2 separate regions of the Xenopus laevis genome follow, and region 2 is linked to region 1. A link is a contact called in public Hi-C data. All regions are on one chromosome and are shown on one strand. Each heading gives the region's core, a stretch centred on a gene start, on an enhancer-like site or on the middle of the called end of the contact. The rest is flanking DNA. Distances are from core to core; before and after follow the strand shown.

What was found. A called contact is a pair of places that touch in the nucleus more often than the background predicts.
Region 2: a contact with region 1 is called in a Hi-C map of animal cap, with 8 times the contacts expected there. The contact joins the promoter of LOC108708617 here to the enhancer-like site in region 1. A contact is called at or near these places in 3 of 4 Hi-C or Micro-C datasets (the XL177 cell line, the XTC cell line and animal cap).

The regions. Positions count from the first base shown.
Region 1 is chr2L:150,998,290-151,003,346 of Xenopus_laevis_v10.1, forward strand. The region is part of intron 2 of LOC108708617 (disco-interacting protein 2 homolog B); the gene reads right to left. Among protein-coding and RNA genes, the nearest start is that of LOC108708617, 66 kb to the right of the region's middle. Within about 2 kb of position 2,887, at least 3 of the 7 cell types and tissues checked have an H3K27ac peak or open chromatin away from gene starts, as enhancers often do.
Region 2 is chr2L:151,064,966-151,070,530 of Xenopus_laevis_v10.1, forward strand. It overlaps LOC108708617 (disco-interacting protein 2 homolog B), which reads right to left and starts at 1,503. Exons shown (of 38, transcript XM_041582566.1): 1 at 1,163-1,503. The coding sequence starts at 1,247.

The sequences.
Region 1 (5,057 bases), core at 1,637-4,136:
ATAGCGGACAAAGTAGGAAAACAAAGCTTTTTTATGCATTGCTAAATCAATAGGCTGCACTGCTGGATACCTAAATGCCAAAAAGGTAATCAATAGAAAAGCACCCACAGCCACTCATTTGTTCAGATTATATACTGTCATCATATTTTACAAAAGAAACCTAAATGGAAATGATATTTAGAAATAGTTATTTTCCTACAATATTGTCAGGTTCCTCTTCTATACTGTGTTTGAGTTTGTGGCTTGCCCCCACATATATCAGCAACACACACTAGTAATGTGAGAGTATCTCCAATACCTGTGAAACTAGCAAGTGGTGGGCAATATCTGGCAAGTGGTGGGCAATATCTGGCAAGAGGTGGGCAATATCGGATCCTAACGATGGGTAACGGGCGGTCGGATCGCGGGACAGCATCAATGAACAGATGCGCCCGTGATCTGAAGGGATTTTTAGTCTGGCCAGATATCGATCGGGGAAGCCCGTCGGAGGGCTCCGTACACAGGTCAATAAGCTGCCGACTTGGTCTGTCGGCAGCTTTTATCGGACCGTGTATGGCCACCTTTAGAAAGCAGCAGTGAGCAAGCAGGCTGGCAGCATCTCTTCATTTACAAAGAAACAGATCAATCTAGAGATTTAAGGAGGCTCAAGTCAGATTAAATGGAAGCCCTTCCTGCTGTTGATCAGTATGAGTGGCATCATGTTAACTGATGTTTCCAAACTAAATACAGCAATCTCTCCACTCTGGAAATGTGCATAATTTCACCCTAATTTTTACAAGTGTTTTTACTGTTTTTAGTCACTAGATGCTGCTGTCCAGCAAACATGGTCAGTAATATCTGCAGTGCCATAAAGGGATACAAGTATCAAAGGATAAAGACTGACTACTGGTCTGCCTCTTAATCAAGAAGAACAAGTTACATTTACATTGCAGGTTTATAAAACTTGAAGAAGACCAGATAAGCTTATTATATTATCAGGAAAAAAAAATGTTTCTCAAAACGAACTGAAGGGGGGCAAAAAGACAACAGTTTGTAACTCCCCACAGCGGCCGACAGGGAATCAGTACAGAGCAGCTGATAGTACAGAGCAGCTGACTGAATGTGCTCAACCCCTATATGCAAGTTTGTGGCAAAATCCAAATGGATAAATTGCCATACCATTTCAGCTGGGCTGTAACTTACTCATACATATACACACATTTACTGAGAAAACAACAACAGCATTGAGAGAAAAGGAGAACGTTGTGACGCCTTATTAAGTACCTGTAAACATTTTTTGTGTGTTCCACAATGAGTTGCCTGCCCCCACAAGTAATAACTTTTGTGCAGCAGCACAGACTAGAATTGGGGCAATTCTCTCCCTTAGGAGACAGATAAAATAAAAAACATAAAACATGACATTAAAAGTCATTCTCCTATAATTTCAATACATTAATTTACCTTCAAGCCTATCATACCATCCAGCCCCACAATATGGGAAGCAGTAGCTAAGAGAGAACCCCAATATGGAGCCCACACTAAGGAAGACTGGGACATAATTGAGGACACAATACAAACATGCTGCTCTGTACGCTGATCTTATATTGTTGGCCAGAGATTCTTAAGCTTTCGGTCGGTACCCCAAAAAAGGACTCCTGGCTGTTTAGGTTGGGTTTCAATGAACCTCTTTAATAACCTAAAATGTCTCCCTATAGAGCAAAATTGCAAGTAAACCTGGTTCTATATCAATTTTCAGAGGAATAAGCTGATTCTGCAACGTTCACAAGGAAAGGGACTTTCCAAGTTATTTTTACATTTCTAATCCTAAAATATAGCACTACATAACTATCCAAAAAAACTGAAAAAAAAAGTAATATTTGCTTCTGGAAAGTGCTGATGCACACAGAAAATCCAGACAGGATCAAATCTTGTTTCCTTGTAGGTCAGACAAGGACGTATGAAAGAGGTGGAACAGATTTTTTTTTTTTTAAACAAGAGAAAAGAATTAGCCATGCATGAATTACATGAAGGACAATTCAGGTCAGTGATTTCCAAGGGTACTACAGGGATAAAAACATGGCCCCTCAGGGTTACTCAACTGGGTAAAGATGCCCAGCCCCAGGCTTGTTTTCCATGACAAACTAAAAACTAAAATGTGTTAAAAATATTGGGGATGGACTTATGATTAGAAAAACAATGGCTGGCATTCCAAAACCTATAAAAGTATATGTATGTATATATGTACAGAAAAATAAGAATAATATTTTTTTGTGAAATGAAATACAGGTATGGGACCTGGGGTTTCCAGATAATGGATCTTTCCATAATTTGGATCTATATACCTTAAATCTACTAGAAAATCCTGTAAACATGAATTAAACCCAATAGGTTGGTTTTACTTCCAATAAGGATTAATTATATCTTAGTTTGGATCAAGTACAAGGTACGGTTTTATTACAGAGAAAATGAGTCTATGGGAGACTGACTTTCTATAATTCAGAGCTTTCTAGATAAACGGTTTCTGGATAATGGATCTCATACCTGTACTGGTGAAGATTTTAATACTGGGGTTATTTTATGCTTAGCCATTATTACACCAGAAAGTCTTCTAAACCTTTGCAATGCTACCCTAATTCAGCTCTTAATCTTGAATGAAAGTGCACTTTGCTTTTATTTATATTTATTATTGTCTTGACCTGTTTGTTCTATTGATGTATTGTTCTGCTAATTATAAAAAATTTACATACAACAAAAAGGCTTTATGTCCACACTCTTCTTTATTGTCCATTGCAGCACACAGATAGATCACTAGGTGGCAGAATGACGATGTATTGTCTCGGTTAGGAATATCAGTCAATGGATGTTTAACCGGAATGCACTCATTGCAGATAGAGTAAGAATACCACATAAGGGAGGGCACATTCATTTACATATAGCCTCTAGTCAACCAACCTCCACCCTCTCCTGCTTTATAGCTATGAGAGATGAGTGCCTGTGAAATAGTCTAACAGTAACACACACACTAGCTTGAGCTCGTGCTCTTCCTTAAAGAATCGTTTCATTAGTCAGATACAGGGGCTTGAAAGTTTGCAAGGGTAAGCAATTAAAGTTTGGCAATTAAATATTTTATGTTGCTGTGTTTTCCTTCTATTTACTGTAGATTCTAATTTACAATATTTAGCCAATGTTTATTTATTTCTCTGTCATAGTGGGGAGATAATCTGCCATATACTGAGAAGTACACAGCCTTTACTCAGTAAAGGCTTTGAACAGGCATCCACACAATGCAGCCCCAGGCAAGGATAGGTGATAGGCTCTGGGGAAGGAAAGGCAGTTCATGGCAAGAAATGATGGCAGCAGTGCAAGGCACACAGAGGAGATGCTAAGCAGACTAATGTGCAGTTCAGTTCCAAGCCAGGCTCTCTAGGCATTTGTAAAGCTATTTAAATGCAACTGTCTGCACAGAGACTCCATCTGCTTGTGTTCAGAGAAATGTCTCCCAAATGCAACTGCCTGCGCAGAGAATCCATCTGTTTGTGCTCAGAGAAATGTCTCCCAAATACAACTGCTTGCACAGAGACTCCATCTGCTTGTGTTCAGAGAAATGTCTCCCAAATACAACTGCTTGCACAGAGACTCCATCTGCTTGTGCTCAGAGAAATGTCTTCCAAATGCAACTGCCTGCACAGAGAATCCATTGATTATGTTGAAAAACATGTCTCCTAAATGTAACTACCTGTATAAGAGAGGAGATTAGTGGAAGGCCACCAGGGTAGCCGCTGAGTAGGGTTGCCACCTGGCCAGTATTTTACCGGCTTGACCGGTAAAAATGATGGTTGATCCCAATGTTATTAATAGGGAAAAAAGATAAATATAGAGGAAGGCCGCTATTTTTTTCCAGAAAAGGTGGCAACCCTACCCCTGAGATATCAGTTGTGATGTCATATTGTTGTCTGTGATGTGATATTATATCAGCCTCAGAAATTGGGTGTGTTATTCTAGTTTCAGGGTTAGCTCTAGTCCTTCATGAGGTACTGGAAGGCGGGCGAGTAACAAGGTTTCAGTGCCAATTCCTTGGCAGGTTCATAACCTGTGATCCAGAGAGCTGTAGGGTGCTATTTGTTCCACTTCTGGTACATTTTCTTGTTTGCCCCAGGCTTCAGGGCATCAAGATAGCTACATAATCCCAGGTTGTGCATTTAATTGAACCACAATCCACATACAGGCATGGGATCCATTACGCGGAAACTCATTAACCAGAAAGTGGCACATTATGGGAAGGTCGCCTTCATTTCACCCAAATAATCCACTTTTTCTCTCCATTTGCTCTGCAATAATAAAACAGTATCTTGTACTTAATCCAAAGGAAGATATAAATAATCCTTATTGGAGTCAAAATGGTCCTTTTGGGTTTATTTAATGTTTAAATTATTTTTGAATAGCCATAAAGTATGGAGATAGATATTAGGGAAAGATCCCTTATCTGGAAAACCCCAGGTCCCAAGCATTCTGGATAACAGGTCCCATACCTGTATTACAATTTACAAAACCTAAGTAAGCTCTGACAAACATTTACCAGTTAGTATGAGAGTGATGTAAGATTCTTACTTTCCCTTGAATGCTGCTGAGCTGTGCATGGCTGTGCAAGCCTTCCTTCTAGCCATGTATCTGTTTATTTTTGTGTACACAAGACAATAGCCTCAGCCACAGCCAGATACAACCTATCATGTAGAGTTGGAACACACAGCACATCTCATACAGTTGGTATAAATGAGAACTAAAAACGTTGCTTCTACACATAAATCATTTCTCCACAGCCATACTTATATAGGCTTGGATGTGACCCAAATCATTCTTTTTACTTCTTTTTTTGCCTTAATTAAAAAACTCTGAGCCGTGTCAAGGGAACAATCATTCTACAGATGTTTTCTTCAGGAATAGAAAACCCATTCTCAGGGTTAACTGCCCCCTTCCCTCACTCCCTGCGGGAGGTTCACGAAGAGGAGAAAAAGCTCTCCAAAGTATAAAAGCTCAGCCAAGTTCTAGTTCTGCCTCATTCTCTTGAACGGGAATAGCCT
Region 2 (5,565 bases), core at 253-2,752, 65 kb after region 1:
AATATCCTAGCTATCAATTTGGGCAGAAGAACTAACTAACACTCTGGGGGTGCAATTCCCTATATGTATTTGTGCTTTGCCCCTGCCCTGCAGAATTGCCCAACGTCTCTGAGCTCCAGACGCAGAGACCTACATTGTGAATACAGCAAGGCATGCATTCGGCTGCACTGTATTCCTGAGAGGCACATAGGAGGTTGTGCGCTCTTGCACCCCTCTGCACTCATGTCCACATAAACGACTCATGCTACATTCAGTGTTGGACTGGGGCGCCAGGGGGACACCAGAAAACCACAGACTCACTCTCCTACCAATTTATCCTGCTGTCTCAGCTACCATTCTTTATTCTCCCAGTCTCTTCTCTTCCTCCCTCCATTCTCCTTATTGTTCTCACCATCATGGCCATGACACAAGCATACGTGGCCCAGTGGTTAATATGGCACTTTGGATGCCAGTAAAGATGCCAGTGGGCCAGGCTAACGCCGACTGTGTAGTCACTCATTCTGTAGGCTGGGGAAGGGGAAACACATTTCCCTGCATAACATAAAACTTTTGAGGTATGGTGGGCCCTGTGATCCCAGATCTATCCTCAGATTAATTCTGAATGTGCCCAATAACAGGAGCATAGGAAGCGACCCATAATAACAAAGAAAATCTGGACTCCCAACAGTGAGTAGTGGGGGAACTCTATATAAAAATATGAACAGCACGAAATGCATAAGGCTATTTACTCTGCTACTGCTGTTCAGCCTGGTGCAATGTGAATTATTCCTGTTTTCCTGCCATATAAAGGGCTCGGCTGTGATTGTGTGCAGAGTATTATAGAACATATATATATGTGTATGTATAAAGCATCATGCTGTAACACAGCTCTGTACAAGGGCAGGAGAGTGGCAATAAGCTGTGACACAATAGGGGCTGTGCAGCAAACAATCCTGCTGGGTTGTCACATGTTGAGAGTTGTAGTTGTACAGCTGCCCACAGTCACACTTCCCCATCTACACTGGCATGTCCATTGAACCGAACCGTGTCCTTTATTTAATCCTATGTCTGACAGTAGGACTACAACTCCCAGAAGCCTCTGATAGATCGAGGTGTGTCTCCCCCCACCATAACAGTCAATGGGATCCTGAGATCCCCGGGGAGGTGCTGACTCCTCTCTTACCTTCTGACAGCTCGAGCTCCAGTTCCGCCAGCTGCTCTCTCACCTCCTTCGGGAGGGCGGACAGGTCGAAAGCTCTCTCCGCCATGGAGCCGTCGGTAACAGCGGATAATAAAGCAACGGGGATTGAATCACCCAGGTCTCAACTCATCGCTCTTCCCACGGCCGCCATGCCAGGCCCAGCCTCATGTCACATGACCACAGGCACACGCATAGACATCTGGGCTGCCTGAGCAGCGACAGGGACTAAGTCTCTCGACCCCTACTGGACACTGTGCGTACTGCAGCTCTCAGCCCCGGCTGGTTTGTGGGACTTCATCTTAAGAATTGGAGTGACACCTGTCGGACAGGACGGGAACTGCATCGCTATAATGTGTGGGGAGGAAATGTTTGCAAATTTGCACCAGTTCCGTAACCCATGGCAACCAGTCAGCTATATGTTTTATGATCCAGCCTTTTGACTCGACAGGGCATTCATCCCCAGAGAACTTGGCTCCGTTTTAGCAACAGCATCATTTTGAATATATTTGGATTAATCTCCTATGGTTGTACCAATGGAAAGCAGACACAACCAATCACATATTAGGGGATTCCTGGACCATAATCCTTTACTCCTAGGTCTCTCTGTTCTACCCAGGTACTTAAAGGACCAGTTACACCAAAAAATGAAAGTGTCCTAAAGTACTGAATATTTAGGGGGTTATTTGCTAAATTCTGAATGCAAAAATCACGTGATTTTTTTTTTTAATAAAATCTGACTTTTAAAAAATCATGAATTTTTCGGAATTTAGTAAACCCCGAGGATGGAAAAGTCAGAAAATCTCAGACCTGCAGAGGTTGCATATAAGTCAATGGGAGAAGTCCCAATGATTTTTTCATGTGCACTGGGTTTTCGGGCAGTACCGTGAAGTTTTTGGGTGAAAATTACAGAAAAAAATTGTGAAAATCGGATGAAAAAGTCTGAAAAATTTGTGAAAATTAGATTTTTTTCCCGCAAAGCAAATTCTCTGGAAAATGTAATAATTAATAAGCGTGAAAAACCCCGAACGGATTTGATCGGAGTTTGAAGCAGAAAATGTTGAGATAAATTCGGACTTTTATAAATAACCCCCTTAATGTAGTGTTGCCCGAAAACTCAGGGTTTGATAAATCCTGAAAAATTTGTGATTTTTAAAAAATCCGATTTTATAAAAACAATTCACAAATTTTTCGTGATTTTGTGAGTTTAGTAAATAACTCCCATGATGTAGTATTGCCAGAAAACTCCGATTTTTGGGCAAAAACTCAGAAAACTTCGGGGTATTACATGAAACCCAGAGCACATCAAAAAATCATTGGGACGTCTCCCATTGACTTATATGCAACCTCGACAGGTCTGAGATGCCGGATTTTATGATTCAGACTTTTCCATCCTACTGGTTTAATAAATTCCGAAAAATTCATTGTTTTTTACGAATCCGATTTGATAAAAAACAAATCACAAATTTTTCGTGACTTTTGCATTTGGAGTTTAGTAAATAACACCCATAATGTAGTGTTGCCCAAAAACCAAGATTTTTGGCCGGAAACTTCGAGGTATTGCACAAAACCCAGCGCACATTATAAAAATCATTGGGACTTCTCCTATTGACTTATATGCAACTTCGACAGGTCTGAGATGCGGGATTTTATGATTTAGACTTTTCCATCCTCCTGGTTTAATAAATTCCGAAAAATCTGCATTCACCCAATTTTCTGCAGTTTTTTATTATATTATCACCAAAAACAATATCAACGTTTCGGGGGGGGGGGAGAGGTTTCACCAGTACATTATATTGTCTTTCCTTTAATATGCTTCCATTGTTTGGTATTATTTTTCCTTTAAGGCACAAATAACATGAGTTTGTTGAGCACCTGCTGTGAATATAAGCACTATCCTTGAACCAGTGCTGCTCTTTCCCAGGACCATACACATTTGCACTATAGTAACATCAGAGGGAGAAACAGTACAGAAACAGTAAAGTAACACTGAAAATATTATTGTACTGTGCAAATGATCCTAGACAGCCCCAAAGGACCACTGGGAACTCATAAAAGGCTTTTTCACCCACCTCCAAACACTTTTTTCAGTTCAGTTGTTTTCAGATTGTTCACCAGAAATAAAGATTTTTTTTTTTTTTATCAATTGCTTTCCATTTTTTATTTTCTACTGTTTTTCTAAATGTGAAGTTTAAAGTTGAATTTTCCTGTCTCTGATTTTTCAGTCTGGCAACTCAGTAATTCAGGTGCAGACTCTGTACTGTGACAATTTGCTACATTAGTTGATACATTTCTCAGCAGCATCTGTGCAATATTAGCAACTATTGTATCAGTTCTAACAGCTGCCTTTAATGAAACTCAGGGATTCTGCTCAGCAGGGACAAAGATAAGAAATGTATCAACTAAATGTATCAATTTAGAATAGTTTACAGTGACCCCCCAGCTGATTCAGAACTGAAAAAAGTGTTGGAGGGTGAAGAACCCTTTTAAAGTTGGCTTTGCAGCACTCAGAAGAAACAGATCTTAGGTCCATGTGCTTTTCAGCGAGGATCAGCACCCCATCCAATGAAGTGCACTTTCCATGTCCTGTATGGGCGCTTTAATGTGCCTTAGAATATAGATTGCATATTTGTGCAATTTATGTTTGCATTTGGGCTTGCTCATGGAAAGTGTAGAGGGAAGATAGAGTCCTTGATGTAGCTGTAAAGCAGACTAAGGCGTTTATTTACTAAAGAGAGATAATGACTTGTGCCAGAAAAATTGATGATTTCCTAAACTGCACCTGTACAGCAAGCCTTGTACTTGGCCAAGGAGACATTCCTCACTGCAGTTTCATTCCCAATAGGCCTAAACAAGGCAAGAGTCTTGACCTGCTTGGGTTTCACATGACTTCTATAGCATAATTTATAAACACAAGCTGCAAAGTGCCAGTGCAGCCATCCTGCACCTACTGTATCATACACAATGGCCCCTACTGTATCATATGCAAGTGCCCCTACTGCATCGTACGCAAGTGCCCCTACTGTATCGTACACGAGTGCCCCTACTGTATCGTACGCAAGTGCCCCTACTGTATCGTACGCGAGTGCCCCTACTGTATCGTACGCAAGTGCCCCTACTGTATCAAACACAAGTGCCCCTACTGTATCATACGCAAGTGCCCCTACTGTATCGTACACGAGTGCCCCTACTGTATCATACGCAAGTGCCCCTACTGTATCGTACACGAGTGCCCCTACTGTATCGTACACGAGTGCCCCTACTGTATCATATGCAAGTGCCCCTACTGATGCTGGGGAAGCATGGAGCTACCACAATCCTCAATGTAGCAATAATTCCAGGTTCCCACAGCAGGCTTGTGCAAAAGCAGTGTGATGCAATGCCCAAAAGTGTTACCCTCAATTTGTTTTGCAAACCTGCATGTGTATTGTGTTCATTTCAGTGCATCAGAATCAGCTGCAGGGAGAACAACTCTCAGTAGCTGCAGTTATAATGGAATTCTTGGCAATGCACAATGATGGGTATAAACAAAGAAAGTCAGCTTGCATCTGAACATTGCACTTTGCACAATACGTAGAGTTTAGAACTCTTCCAGCATCTCTCCCACCTACAGAGAACCTTTGCAACATCCTCAGGCAACCAATATTGGGAAAGGATTGCAGCTAGAGAAACATCTGCCAAAAACATAGCAGCCCCAGGGACCCCGACCCCAGCACTCACTGGCTGGCAGGAGGTGTAAGTGAATTAATATTGTGTGGAGGGCACACTATTGGTGCAAAAGCTAACTATGCATGTACACAGGCAACTATTGGCTATTACCCTTCTCTGTGACATCATTTGGGTGTAGCATTCCAGTCATCAAGAGACTATATAAGCCTGGCTAACTACTACCTGCGCTTGGTCACTAATGATTTGATCCTTCAGACACTCATGCCTGTTCCTGGATTTCCTAGTTCCGACCCCTGCTTAGTTAGTTGCTCCCCGACACTTGTTCTGACCTCTGGCCTGTATATTTGACTCTGGCTGCCACCTGCTGCGACCCCTGCCCTGTATATTTGACTCTGCCTCTGTTTGCCCTGACCTCTGACCTTTTGGATCCAGTATACTATCTAATGAGCATGAGAAGTTACTCCTCAAGTAAATCTGGGGGACAGTATTTCCTTTGCTAGGGAAAAGCAAGGTTCCCAATGGGATCACAGGTGCCAATAAAGTTGACAATATCATCAAGTTTGCACATGTGCCGCAATTTAACTAATGTTTAATATGAGTAACATAGTAAGTTAGGTTGATAAAAAGAAATGTCCATCAAGTTCAACCTTTGGGGGGGTTATTTATTAAAGGTTGAGTTACTTTTTTACCAAAAAATGTGAGTTTTTTGAGGGTAGCTT